Regions from separate parts of the Zea mays genome. Here region 2 is linked to region 1. A link is a contact called in public Hi-C data. All regions are on one chromosome and are shown on one strand. Each heading gives the region's core, a stretch centred on a gene start, on an enhancer-like site or on the middle of the called end of the contact. The rest is flanking DNA. Distances are from core to core; before and after follow the strand shown. Region 1 holds the start of LOC100276863. Region 2 overlaps LOC100384384.

Region 1 (4,511 bases), core at 1,220-3,719:
GAGCTACTCTGATCTTATATTCCTTTGTTCAATTGAAGTGACAGAATCCTTATGCATTAAGCCATACATAATTCCTTTGTTCACTGTGCATGTTTCATGCCTTATTTGAATAAAGTTAGGAGGAAGAACACAAGAAATATAATCAGTTTTCATGTCATTCTGCAAGGAATTCCGGTGACCAGGCACCCACCCTACGTTCACAAAACTATATGCTAAAATCAGCATAATGGAACACATCTCCTTTCAGTTTCAACACAAGATTTGCTGCCAACTCATGTACTGAAAGATACAGGATATATTGAGGCAATGCAATTCTACTCGCCTGTTCATTTCAAACTGGAAACCAAACATAGTCTGGAACTGAAATTTATACCCAAAGTACGTAAGAGCAAGATAAGACCCTGATCCATTGCATGCATGGTGGTAATTAATTAAGTGCAAGATTTAGTTTCATCGAAATCTATAATTTGCGATAAATTCAGCGGGAACCGAATTTTCTACATGCCCAAATCGGAAGTCGAATGCTAGAGACAGGCACAGAGCAGCCTTGCTTCTTTTTATCTGAATGTAACCAAATAATGAAACAGATATATAGAACATTCAGCTCAGGATGCAATATTCACTACATATCCATGCAAAACTGTGCGTGGAATATGAACATTTAGAGTAGTAGCTAGATCTCGAATACCATGACAATGATGGTCAAGACTCAAGAGTCGAACTAATTGGACGGAAATAGAACAATTGATTGATGGGATGAAATAGAAGTGTCATGCACGTCCGAATTCAGTTCAAAAACATTCACCGCGACTTGATATATACAAGCTGAGAAGTGCAAGTTTCTGAACAAGAACTTGAGAGGCTAAGCAATGATACTAGCTAGCAGCTAGCAATAGCGTGGAACTCAAGGTGACATGCATTTTCGGAATAAACAATAATGATCTCACGTAATTTCAGGCTAACGGTAATACGAACCACAAACCAATCGATCAGTTGTAGAGAGATAGTAGTAAGTAGTAACACGTCGGGAAGGAATTCAGAAATGAAAATGAAAATAAAAGGCAATTCAGGATGTAATATCTGATATGTATTCGTTTGAGACAAGCAGTTCTTCAGACTTCCAAAGGACATTCAACAGGGCGAAATGAAAATGCCAAGCGAGTACTTAGACGACCAAGCTTATGAGAAGCCTATAGACGCGAGACAACTGCTACGAATCAACCCTCTACGACTACGATGGGCATCGAGCAGATCAGAACCCGGACGCGAGACACAGTTGCTACGAAGCAAACCTCTACGACGACTACGATGGGCATGAAAAGAAAGGGAGGAAGTAGAACACGGGGAACCTTCCGCTAGGCCGGCAGATGCGGTGAGATGGTTAGAGCAGCATGAAACGAACTGTGAGGCTATCAGGCTCGTGGATCGAAGTCCCAGCTGTACTTCTGACTCATCTCTGCGGCCTTCGGCTCCTGTTCCTGCGGGGTGAGGGCGTCGACGTTGACGGCGTTGACGTTGAAGGCGTCTCGGATGTTGGACTTGGAGGCGACCTGGGTCTGCTCTCTGCCGGTGGTATTGCCCTTGCGAGGTCGGCGGCGACCTTCAGGGCGATGGCGCCGGCGAGCCTATAAATTTTGAGGAAGGAGGAGGCGTTGAAGAGGTTGGAGAGCGCGCGAACGGAAAGGCGGTCGAGTAAGTCGCGGTCCCAAGCCTCGAGGGCCTCGGACGCCGCGGCTCTGTCGACTGCGCTGGTGGTGACTCCGGCGGCGGCCTCGGCCTCGGCGTGCTTGTTGCAGTACTCCAGCACCGTGACCAGGGTGGTCCCGTCGACGGTAGGGAGTATGACTCCTTTTGTGACGGTGACGTTGGTTTCTATGATGCCACGGAGAAGGCCCGACAGCCGTGCCGCCGCCTCCGACACGCGATGGACCTCCCCGTCCGAGCTCCTCAAGGTGATAAGCCTCCCGCCGGTCACATCATTCGCTTCCGCCGCCCCTATCTCCGCCTCCGAGGCCGCCACTGCATTCTCTTCCTGCGGCTGCACATTCTCCGCACCCGAGGCCGCCGCTGCCTTGTCTCCCTGCTCCGAGTCCGAGGGCGCCACTGCCTTGCCCTTGCCCCCCTGCTGCCCCTCCACCATCTTCACATTCCCCGCATCCAAGGGCGCCACTGCCTTGTCTCCCTGCTGCACCTCCACCATCTTCTCATTCTCCGCCTCCGAGGGCGCCACTGCCTTTTCCTTCCCAGTCTCTGCCTCCGATACCACCACTGCCTTCTCAAACTGCTCCGCCATCATCTTCTCCTTCTCCGCCTCCGAGTCCGATGCCGCCGTCGCTCCCTTCTTCTCTCCCACCGCATCCATCGCCCTCTCGCTCGCGGCTCGCTCAACGACGAAAGCCTTGCTTCGCTAGGCGCTCTCTCGGTGGGTGGGTGGGTGGGTGACGGGTGACCGAGTGGGCACGGCCCGAATGATCGAGTCGGCGGCGGGGTGGCGCCGCTTTATACACGCGCTCTACGGGCTCGGGCGGGGCGAGGCGTGTGCCTGCCAGGCTGGCCCCAGCCAATCCATCCATTTCTTCCAACTTTTTCTTTTTTGTTTTGGTAGAGTTTTTTTTCGTTCCAAACTTCAGGGCACCGATCGCCTTCTTTGGTGCAATGGTGCTGAGCTTCTCTCGGTCCAGTTGCCGTGAGTAGGAAGTCATTTTCGCCTTTCTTTTTTACTATATCGCCTTTTGTTTACTGATAAGTTTATAGCTGCGAAATATCCGATCCAAGGAAAAGAAAGCCACAAATATAGGTTTCTATAAGGACGGCTCAATACAGTACAGGCAGTTGCTATAGATCGAATCCAATGATGTTAAATTATGTCATTCAGAATTACGCCTATTCCATGGGGCATGAGACCAAGAAAACAGAAAGTAACGAAACTGAATCCTTTTTTAAATTAAAAAAAGCTAAAAATTCGCTCTCGAAAATAAACAAACTAAGAACATCTCCAAAAGGGATACTAAAGAAGGCTGTATTTTAAAATTTAGTGCTCCTGGCCAAAAAATATCCTCCAACAATGGCCCTATTTTTATAAAAATTTATCAAACGACCGTTCTAAATATAGTACCCAGTATATTGAAGCCATATCATCCTTTCTTCATAATCTACAATTATTTATTTTCTAATAACATGATTTATTTTCTAAATTGCATTATTTAATGTCTAACTACTAGAGTAAAAATCTATTTCCATATCCTAAACACTTTAAATATGGTTTTATTTTAATTTTAAGGTTTTATTTTAGAGCTCTTTGTTGGAGATGCTCTAAGAGCATCTACCAGAGTCTTTCTGAAGTTCACTCTCTAAATTATCAATAAAGAATTATTTGTATAAAAACCCACTTTGTATATCTTTTTAATCTCTAACGACTTTTCTATGTGTTGTTTGTACTTTAGAAGATAACTATATTTTAGATAACCATTTAAATAAGTTGTTGGATGGTATGTGTTTTTTCAAAAATTCTCTATTCATATCAATCAGGAACAATATAAAAAGTCTCTTAGAGTTTCTCTAACACGTCTAACAATATTGAACAAAGAAAATACTAGTTATTAGCTAATTAGCTAACAAGTATTAACTAAATTAAGGTATTTTTAGCCCAACTAGCCCAACAAGTATTAACCTTTGCTGAGGGTCGAAGGCAGGCACTCGGCAAAGAAGATTCTTTGCCGAGTGTCAGTTAGATGACACTCGGCAAAGACCTCTTTACCGAGTGCCTTTTTTTGGCACTCGGCAAAGTACATTTTTATTTTTTTAATTTTGGTAACCAAACTTTTTATGGTATGTTCCTACACTATGTAGACCTACATGTACCATTTTGGGACAAATAGAAAAGTGTTTTCTATAGCTAGTAGATTTAGTTCGTTTATTTGAATTTCTTCGGAAAATTCACATTTGAACTACAAGTCACTCGAAACTTGGAAAACCGTGCGTGCAAACATAATATCCATGCTATTTAGCACAAGTTACGACCGACTTCAGGAGCGGACCGGAAACTTCGAGCACCATGCTCACTCAACATGGCCGTGAACTTGCCATCCAGTTGTTTAAAAATTGTATAAAACACAAACAAAGCCAAAAAAACATGAAACTTGTCCACGTGTCATGATATCATATGTAGAGGCTGTGCAAAAAAATGAGAATGTTTCGAGAAAGTTGAGACGTACTATGTGTAGAAACCTAGGAGAACTACACATGAAATCATAGAGTTTCAATGTAGTTCTCCTAGGTTTCTACACATAGTACGTCACAACTTTCTCGAAACATTCTCAAATTTTTACCACAGCCTCTACATATGATATCATGACACGTGGACAAGCTTCAGGCACTCGATAAAAGTCGTCGATTCCGGTAGTTAATGGGCAAGTTAGCCATTTCTACATGTTTTGGTGATTGAATGTCTAAGACAACATCTTGGTCTAACTTGTGTGGTGTACGAGTAAAGGTTCACTATAATGTAATTT
Region 2 (4,511 bases), core at 583-3,082, 370 kb after region 1:
TAAGCCCAGTTCTTTGAGTGGAAACTGGGTCCAGAAATCACATGCCTAATGACACATTTAGTGACTCATTTTTTTTGTATATTCAGTTTTTACTTGAAATATATAAATGTTGAAAAAAAATGGGATGCTTCACATATATAATGAAGCGTCAATTATGGTGGAAGTTTTAAAATATAGAAGTTTGAAATTGCATAGTAAAGACCCATCAATGTACTTTTCACTAGTACCTATCCTACTTCCCTTTTCATGGAAGCTAAGAGAAGATATCTTATGTAGTTTTGATGACTGCAGGTAAAACTTGCCTCAGAGTACTACTTCTACATGGAAACACAGACAGCACTAGCAGTTCCAGATGAAGATAACACTTTGGTAGTCTACAGTTCGTCACAGTACCCTGAACTTGCACAAAGTGTCATAGCAAGGTGCTTAGGTATTCCATTCAGCAACGTGCGTGTCATTACAAGAAGGGTTGGAGGAGGCTTCGGTGGAAAGGCATTCAGATCATTCCAAGTGAGAATAAACAAAGCTAGACCATAATACCCAAAATCTTCCATTTCATAAAATTAATTATTTTTAATATGAATTCTTTACCCTGGAGTATAATTTATTGTACTTTTGTACCTTTTTTTTAACTTGCGATGAGGTCTTTCCATGTTTAGACCTGGACTAGTGTCAATTTTTTTAATTCCTTATTATTCTTCAGTTAAGAGCTCTGTCCTTGGAAGTGCAAACTGAAAAAGGACATCCAAAGTTTACATTTATAGTACAGATGAGAAAGAAAATGTTATTCTGTTTTTTATAGATACGGCTTTAAATTTTGAGAAATTTGCAGTATGATGTTTGGTTATGTAGGAATCATGTTTTCTGAGGAAAGTCATTTAGGCCTAATGGACAATAAATCCATCTAACCATGTGCTTTTCCACCATGAAAATGCATCTAACCATGACTTTTATTTGGGCTTTGCAATAGAAAGACCCTTTGTAAGACCTCTAGCAACTATTTTAGACTTAATCTACTTAAGTTGACATATTTGGTATTTCCATCTCTGTGGTGATTGCATATGACAATCTGCTAACAGTATCATGAAACCATAAAGACCCAGTATACATCACTATCTGTTTCTTACATATGGTAAATGCTTGTGCAGGTTGCAACGGCAGCTGCACTTTGTGCGTACAAGTTACGGCGTCCTGTTCGAATGTACCTTAATCGCAACACCGATATGGTCATGGTTGGTGGTAGGCACCCAGTGAAAGCTCATTATACTGTCGGATTCAAGAACGATGGGAACGTTACGGCCTTGCATCTAGATTTATTGATTAACGCTGGGATATCTCCAGATGCGAGCCCCATAATACCAGGCACTATTATATCTAGTGTGAAGAAGTACAACTGGGGCGCTCTGTCATTTGACATCAAGCTCTGCAGAACGAACAACTCATCTAAATCCGTAATGCGTGCTCCTGGAGATACACAAGGCTCTCTAATCGCAGATGCTGTAATCGAGCATGTGGCGTCTGTCCTGTCACTGGATGCCAACAGCGTGAGGGAAAAGAATTTCCACACCTACGGTACTCTTCAGTCGTTCTACCCTGACAGCGCGGGCGAAGCTTCTACGTACACGTTGCATTCTATTTTTGATAGGCTGGTCTCAACTTCAAGCTACCTGGATCGAGCCGAATCCATAAAGGAGTTCAACAGCAACAGCAAGTGGCGGAAACGGGGCATCTCTTGCGTGCCCCTCATTTTCAAAGTGGAGCCAAGGGCGGCCCCAGGAAGGGTTTCCGTGCTCAAGGACGGCTCCGTAGTGGTGGAGGTTGGAGGAATCGAAATCGGGCAAGGTCTGTGGACCAAAGTGCAGCAGATGACCGCCTTCGCTCTGGGAAGACTGTGGCCCGATGCTGATGGCGGCGGCGAATGTCTTCTTGGGAGAGTGCGCGTTCTACAGGCTGACACCTTGAACTTGGTACAAGGTGGACTCACTGCTGGCAGCACCGCTTCTGAATCTAGCTGCGCAGCGACCCTCCAGGCATGCAATACGCTGTACGATAGGTTAAAGCTAGTCTTGGACAGGCTGCAGCAGCGATCAGAGAATGTCTCGTGGGATACCTTGGTTTCGCAGGCAAGCTTATCCTCCTCTCTAGTTCGTTCTCATCGCTTGCTATTTCCAGCGATCAGAAAAATGTCCTGTGGTGTTTCCATGATGCAGGCCTATGAAGACGATGTCGATTTGTCCGCGAGTGCGTACTGGGTACCTGGTCAAGCTTCTAACAAGTACCTTAACTACGGAGCTGGTATAAGCGAGGTGTGCGTCGAAATCCTCAAGACTAGTTTGATTACAACAGGCCGTTTGATTACAACAGGCCGGGGCAGCTAAGGGGGTGTTTGGTTTCTAGGGACTAATTTTTAGTCCCTACATTTTATTCCACTTTAGTTACAAAATTATCAAATATAGAAACTAAAACTTTATTTTAGTTTCTATATTTGTCAATTTATATACTAAAATGGAACAAAATGAAGGGACTAAACATTAGTCCCTAGAAACCAAACACCCCCTAAGTCATGTTTGGATGTCTTATAGGCGGATTGCTATTTCTATTCGAAATCGTGCAGGTGGAGATTGATCTTCTTACGGGAGCAATCACTATAATAAGGGGCGATCTTGTGTACGACTGTGGGAAGAGCTTGAACCCTGCAGTGGACTTAGGACAGGTTTGCTGTCGATCCTTTTATGCTTCATGCCTTAACCAATTTTAATTCTGAATGTAGTTCGTTCATTGATTTATAGAGTATATACCATGGTTTTGGACTGGATGAGGGTAATATAATTTGAGTACATGAGAAATATGAAGCGCATTTTTCTGTTAATTGTTTGATCTGTATTAGAGAGTTAACTTGTTGGGTGGCATTTTCAAATGAAAATGGGTTGACTGCTGGGAGTTTAATTTTATATCTGCAAACATTCAATCCATTGCAGGTATACTTTTGAAATGCTGCATGTTTCTTTTTTTGTCCTCGAACTGCATATGTTTAAAGAGAAATAATAGACCCTTACAACACAAGCCCCTTAAAAAAACGATCACCTGATACAAAATGACTGTATGCTTTCATATTTTGCAACATTCAGTCTTGGCGACGTTTGCAAACAATGTATCTCTTGTCAAGAGCTTACTCTGCCTTGTTGTGCTCCATACCGGTCTCTTGAACAAAATGAGTACAGCTAAATACTGGCACGGGTTTCGCAACATAGCTAGTGCCTTATCCATGGAATCTATGTTGCAGATCGAAGGCTCGTTTGTACAGGGAATCGGTTTCTTCGTATACGAAGAGTACACCACGAACAGCGACGGCCTGATGATCAGCAACAGCACGTGGGACTACAAGATCCCAAGCGTGGACATCATCCCGAGGCAGTTCAACGCCGAGGTGCTGAACACCGGATACCACAAGAACCGTGTGCTCTCTTCAAAAGGTAGTTTCTTTCCCCCATTGCAGTGCAGGTTGAAACAGGCGGGGCTTGGTAATGGTAGGTAGATACTGATCATCAGTCTGTGTGCTGTGTTTCTGCCACAGCTTCCGGTGAACCTGCCTTGGTCCTTGCCTCGTCCGTCCACTGCGCGCTGCGGGAAGCCATCCGAGCGGCGAGGGTGGAGTTTGCGGACAGCACCGTGTCATCTGGACACTCGCCGCTGGAGTTCCAGATGGGTGTCCCTGCACCGATGACACTGGTGAAAGAACTCTGCGGTCTAGATATTGTGGACAGGTACTTGGAAGGTCTGTCTACCTGTGAACGTGCGGCTGGTGGGGCGTAGTCTTCTTCTAATCTAAACTCATGTTATCTCATACAAGGGAGTGGTATCAGCCTATTGTTTGCTTGTTTGTACGTGTATATACAATAAAACGTGCTCGCGGCGTGGTGGTGTGTGTGTCATTGTGTGTGTGAGTGTGAGCACAATATCTATCTGAATGCTGTCAACCATGTGTCCTTATTAAAACTGCTGGAGTGGTCATGTTTCAGTAATCTATTGTTACTACTTATTGGCCTCGTGCGTCTCTACGCACATCTAAAACTTAAACGTAATAATTTCTATTCTTTCTTTTCTATATATTCTTTCTTTTATATTATATATATATATATATATATATATATATATATATATATATATATATATATATATATATATATATATATATATATATATATATATATATATATATAGAGGGCAGGTATAACGGGAGCCCTGGGCTTCCAACAGTTAAAGGAAGCCCAGGCCGACCATCCCACTAGCGCGCCCAACCAGGCTGTCGGGTGCGCCACCTGCCGCACGTCTGTTAGCGCAAAAAAAGGAATGCATGCATGAGTCAAACACGATCCAATGCATGCGCATAAATTTAGGAAAGACATGTGCGACAGTTTCTATTTTTAAATCCTTTATTTCCTACATAAATTTAGGATCGCTGCAACAGTCATGCAGTTAGACGCGTAAGAACCATTTTATGATATATACTG

What was found. A called contact is a pair of places that touch in the nucleus more often than the background predicts.
Region 2: a contact with region 1 is called in a Hi-C map of bundle sheath, with 2.7 times the contacts expected there. The contact joins the enhancer-like site here to the promoter of LOC100276863 in region 1. A contact is called at or near these places in 3 of 25 Hi-C or Micro-C datasets (bundle sheath, endosperm and tassel).

What each region holds. Positions count from the first base shown.
Region 1 is chr7:30,141,063-30,145,573 of Zm-B73-REFERENCE-NAM-5.0, forward strand. LOC100276863 reads right to left here and starts at 2,470. Exons shown (of 1, transcript NM_001150567.2): 1 at 1,070-2,470. The coding sequence starts at 2,362. The coding sequence ends at 1,451.
Region 2 is chr7:30,513,814-30,518,324 of Zm-B73-REFERENCE-NAM-5.0, forward strand. LOC100384384 reads left to right here. Exons shown (of 10, transcript XM_008653549.4): 5 at 292-510; 6 at 1,149-2,123; 7 at 2,211-2,306; 8 at 2,615-2,713; 9 at 3,284-3,473; 10 at 3,575-4,093. The coding sequence ends at 3,813. Among protein-coding and RNA genes, the nearest start is that of LOC100191366, 13 kb to the right of the region's middle. Within about 2 kb of position 1,833, at least 5 of the 20 cell types and tissues checked have an H3K27ac peak or open chromatin away from gene starts, as enhancers often do. A contact at or near this core is called in bundle sheath, where this site is marked.